Linked DNA regions of Podarcis muralis: region 2 is linked to region 1. A link is a contact called in public Hi-C data. All regions are on one chromosome and are shown on one strand. Each heading gives the region's core, a stretch centred on a gene start, on an enhancer-like site or on the middle of the called end of the contact. The rest is flanking DNA. Distances are from core to core; before and after follow the strand shown.

What was found. Hi-C and Micro-C count contacts between places; a contact is called where the count stands out from the background.
Region 2: a contact with region 1 is called in a Hi-C map of blood, with 2.5 times the contacts expected there. The contact joins the promoter of RFXAP here to the promoter of SPART in region 1. A contact is called at or near these places in 2 of 3 Hi-C or Micro-C datasets (blood and tail).

What each region holds. Positions count from the first base shown.
Region 1 is chr4:30,120,553-30,123,252 of rPodMur119.hap1.1, forward strand. SPART (spartin) reads right to left here and starts at 1,380. Exons shown (of 9, transcript XM_028726506.2): 1 at 1,222-1,380.
Region 2 is chr4:30,253,131-30,255,830 of rPodMur119.hap1.1, forward strand. It overlaps RFXAP (regulatory factor X associated protein), which reads left to right and starts at 1,318. Exons shown (of 2, transcript XM_077927149.1): 1 at 1,318-2,095. The coding sequence starts at 1,562.

The sequences.
Region 1 (2,700 bases), core at 130-2,629:
CTGGATCCATTGCAATCACTTGAGGCTCAGGCGGCGTTGGTGGTGCAGAGCGCCTTCCATCAGCTTTGGCTGGTGACTCAGCTGCACCCCTATTTGGACTGGGATAGGCTAAGTTCTGTTGTCTATATTCTGTTAAGTTCTGTTGTCTATATTCTGTTAGCAACTAAGTTATATTACTGCAATGAGCTATACATGGGGCTTCCTATGAAGGTGGCTTGGAAATTTCAGCTGGCGCATATCTCTGCAGCCAGGTTGCTCATCAGGGCAAGACGGTTTGATAATAATGATGATAATGTGCTAAATAAAAAATGCCCCCTTCAATATATACTATTTATAGATGAAATGAGCAGTGTCAAAGGTAGCCAAATATCTCACTATTTAGAAGACAAAAGCAAGAAGGTGCAAGGAAGCTTTTTCTAAAGCAAACATACACACAAACTCCAAATAAATGTGTCTGAAGCCCTGTGTGCATTTCTGAGGGGGAAGAAAGTCCTGCTGAACTTGCTTCAGAGTAAACAAGCAGAACACGGGCAGCCCTCCTTACAGCCCGACAGACTTAACTGGGAATTAAACCTCATTGAACCCAGTGGCCTTAATTCTAGCGAAACAGCCGCGGCACCAGGGTGCAAGGCAAACGCAGGCACAGGCACCCATGAGGCCAGCAACAACCTCCTCCCAGAGTTAAGACGGTATGACTGATAGGAAGAAAGTCCACTAGGAAGTTACTACCAGCCAAGGAACCGGCTGCTACTTCCAAAGATCTCTCCTCTCTCTTACACACACACCTGGCAACAACCTCCTGAGACAGGAGTGGCGGAGCCTCTACTTTGCAAGCGGAAGGTCCCCGGTTCCAAACCCGGCGCCTCCAGGTGCGATGGCGAGAGCCTCCTCCTGCCCCAAATCCTGGACAGCCGTTGCCAGTCAGTGTAAGCAAAACTGACCTAGACGGACCGACTGCCTGGTTTTACCAGCACTCAGTGCCCAGATCCTTCCCCGCCCCCACAAAAAAACAAGGCCTCTGAGCATACGCAGAGTGCATTTTCAGCAGCAGGGCGGCAATGATCTGCTCCACGCGCGCAGGGAATCAAGGAGGGGGAGACGGAAAGGCGGTTGGAAACAGGAGGCAAGGGAATGCTATCTGTTAAGGAATTGATCTCCCTAATTACAAGGAACTCCCCCCCCCCCCCGCCCTTCCTCGTTCTGGCTTTCCCTTTCACTCACGGGAAGCGAGCAGCAGCGACCTCCCAGGCTCCAGCGAGACGCCCACCCGGCCACGCGCCGCAAACGACCCTTCCTGCCTATATCTGCTCCGCTCCAGCTGTTGCAACTTCGGCCCACGCAGCGTCACGTGACCCGCTGCCGTCAGTGGCCTGTTGTCCTTTGCCGCCTTCCCGCCCACTAAGAAGCTTCTGGGCTCCGTTGCAGACGCTTCGGCCGGCAGGGGGCGCTCTGCGGCGCGCGCGCTCGCACACAAAAAGTTCTGCTGAGTTCGCTGTTCGCTTTACAGTACTGTATATGCAATTGTGTTTGATGTAAAAGCGATAGCGACGCCTGGTTTTTGTTTTGCTTCGTTTTTTGCAGTTATGGATTATTGTGGGCCACTTTGAGCCCGATGATTGTGGTTGGAAAAACGCGATGCAAATACTGTATTAATTCCCATCACCCTGATCAGAGGTTCCCAAACTTATTTGGCTTACTACCGCCCACTTTTCAGGGCGGGGGGATTACTCAGCGCCCCGCTAGAAATCTACCTTCTTTAAGCGAACAAACAGAAAGATGCAGTGACAAATTTGCATTCTTTTATGTATCTATATTTCTACCTAAGTCCTACAACATAATAAAGAAAGATGTCCAGTGCCCGATTTACATATAAGCTAATTAAGCTACAGCTTAGGGCGCCACTCTCTTAGGACCCCCCAAAAAAATTAAAGGGAGAAAAACTGGATGTACATTTCCAAAATATAAGATAAAAAACAAATAAAATAAAACCTACATACAGCAACACTGTTTTGTATGTAAGTAATGGGCCCCGCCTGCTCCCTAAAATATCACTGGTTTGCACATTTCTATATATAGGGTGCCTACATTCTGCATATGCAAGTGGCTTTAGATACCTATCAGGTCAATAAATTACTATATAGCATATATTCAACACAAAAAACAGTGACAATTTGTTGTTGACAAAGGACAGCTGGACATATAAAGGGCCCCATTACCTCCAGTAGCTTAAGGCCTCATCAAACCTAAATCCAACCCTGAATAGGACACATTGAAGGGAGGGCATTGTCACCGTCCCGCAACTGTACTCGACTTGGCAGTAAACATCATTACACAACAGATGAAACATGTATGAACAGTTTTTCAACATTTTCTTCTCTTCTTTACACTTCCACTGCCCTCTTATTTTTATTCAGTGGCCCCCAATTGCACACAAGGCTGCTACATGGCCCCTGGATTGTTCCAGCACCACCCCCAGGGGGAAATATCACTCACTTTGGGAAACACTGACCCTGATGGGAGCTTGAGATGATCAGTAATAACCACAGCAACAAAATCCATGCGGCAAAACAAAAATGAATTCGTTCCATCTGCAATTGGATAAAGGCTGCCGCTACACCCCAGAACTCTGGGAATTGTAGTTTTGGGGGAAGTGGTGGATTAAAACCCTCTCACAAATGTAGTTTGCAAGCAAGGGATAGC
Region 2 (2,700 bases), core at 68-2,567, 130 kb after region 1:
CCTTAAAACTGGGGTGGAGAACCTCTCGCCCACTTTAAAATGCATAAGCCATAAAGCAAATCATGAGCTCTCAAAATAAAATAATGCATCTAGTGTTTGCTGTTAGACAAGATGACACGTGATCATTTCCATGTAGTGTACTGACTGAGATGTGATCCACTCAATTTTATATTCATTGTTTGATAAAGCTGTTATATAATAAAATTATGTAACTATATCTCTGTACACTCTCACACACATATAGCATGCCTATTCTCTTCTGTGGTGTTGCAACAAAGCTGTTGGCTTTAAAGGGATGCAACAAGATACATATTCTGCCCAGGAGTGAACGCACAGTTTAGAAAACATTATGACACCAACCTGCTGCGCTATATTGTTACAAATGTGAGTGCTGCACCCCATAGTTGCCTTTGACTGGACTAAACCATCCAAGGGTCCTTTACACTTTACAAAGGTTGGACGCCACCCCCAATCTCTGCTGAGCTGTGTCAAGATTTCAGGAGGTTTCAGAATGTCTTATACCTTTTTCAGACATTTTGTGCATTCTCCACTGCAGTCAGCTTGGACAGTCCCCTCTAGTTCCATTTTCACTTTTGCTTCTCCTGGTGGGTAAACTTTGCATCTGTTTAAGAAACCGTATGTTCTGAGAGTCCTGGAAGACTGCTGCCTGCCTTGCAGGCCTTTCCCCACCAAGTCCCTGACGGACTCCACTACAAAACCTAAAGCTGCTGAACAGGCTCTTGGGCTGGGGCGTTGTTTGGGTTGTGTTTTCTTTTGGTTGTTGTTTTTTGTGCAGCTGTTGCTGTTGTTGCTATTAATGTTTAGTATCTTTATTCTGGATTTTACCATTTATGAGGAAATTGTTCAATTTGGTCATGTTTTGTTTATGACTTCTTTTGTTATATTTGCAGTTATGTCAATTTTTTATGTTGTAAGCCGCCTTGAGTTCGAACTATGAAAAGGCGGCATACTACAAATAAAATGATTGATTGATTAGAACTGTTACATTGTAACCGGGAAGTAAAACACACTGAAGTTGGTGGAACTTCCGACTAAGCGATTTTCCCCACCCCGCTATTAGAAGCCCAGTCGCTTCCCACTCGCCCATCGAACAGGCTGCCAACGCGACGGAGCATGCGCGCGACGAATCCTCCCGTTAACTCCAATATCATAAAGGAGATCGCTTACCCTAGCGGCCTTTTTTGAACATGCGCGACGTCGGGCCTGCAATGCGCACGCGCAAGCGGAGAAGGCGGGAGAGAAAGCCCCGCCGTCGCCGCCTCTGCGCTTGCGCGCTTAAGTGAGCTTCCGGGGAAAAGGAGGCGGTGAGGTCGCGTGCGCGCCGCCTTCGCCGCGCGTGCGTAGTAGCCGCCAACCTGTCAGCGCCCGGCCCGTGGCGCCCGTTTGCCGTTGCTGTGGCAGCCGAGGGGCCCTGCGAGAGGCCCTGGCTGCGAGGCCTGCCGGAGGGACGGAGCCTTCCGGAAACACGAGCGGCAGCTCGGCCGCTTTCTCCTCGTCGTCGCCTTCCCCCTCCCCGCCGCAGCCGCTCACGCTGCTGGTGATGCAGCCCTGCGGCGGGGACGGGGAGGCGGTGGGCGCCTTGCTGCAGCCCCAGGTGGTGCGGCAGCCGCAGCCGCCGTCGCGGGGGGCCTCGGAGGCGCCCTCGGGCCTCATGGTCTTCTACGAGCTGGGCCCGGCGGCGGGGGGCGACGCGGACGGCGAGGGGGGCGGAGGCGACAGCGCCGGCAGCCCCGGCGGAGGCCTGGAGGATCTGGACGACGACGAGGAGGGCGGCGCCCAGTCGGGAGGAGGAGGAGGAGGAGGCGGCGGCTGCAAGAGCTGCACCTACAAAGGCTGCAGCGAGACCACCACGCAAGTGGCCAAGCAGCGCAAGCCCTGGATGTGCAAGAGGCACCGCAACAAGATGTACAAGGACAAGTACAAGCGCAAGAAGAGCGACCAGGCCTTGGGGGGCGCTGGAAGTGGCGGAGGCGGAGCAGGAGGAGGCGCCCCTTGCTCTGCCACAGCTGCTGCTGCTGCCGCCGCCGCGCAGGCTGGAGCTGGGATCTCTCCCGGAGGCAGCGCGAGAATCGAGGTGAGGAGAGGGGCACGGGGAAACCGCTGAGAAGAGCGCATTTCTGGAGCTGGGATCCTGGGAATCAGAGAATCGCAGAGTAGGAAGGGACCCCCAAAGATCCTCTAGTCCAACCCCCTTCAAGGCAGGACTCCCAGCTCAAGTATCCATCCTACCTCCGCTTAAAAGCCTCCAAGGAAGGAGAGCCCGAGGGAGACCGTTTCGCCCCCTTCACTGTCGGAAAGTTTCCCCTGATGTTTTGTCAGAATCTCCTTTCCTGTAACTTGAAGCCATTGGTTTGAGTGCTCCAGAGCAAGGACAAAACAAGCTTGTTCCCTCTTCCTCCTCGCACCTACACGCAGGCAGTTTTCTGTCGTGAGGTGTGTAAAGCAGGAAAATGAGTTCTTTCCCTTTTTACAGCAGTGTAGCTGTAGTACCATCACTGGCCCTTGAACATGAGCAACCAACTCCGGGATGGGAACCTGTGGCCTTCTAGGTGCGGCAGGACCATGGCTAGAATGATCATTTCTGACCCCAGCTAGCTGGCTGCCTGTGATGGCAGGGGGAGGCCATGAGCACCTGGGGGACCACAGGTTCCTCACCCCTGTTCTAAGTAGGTATATTTT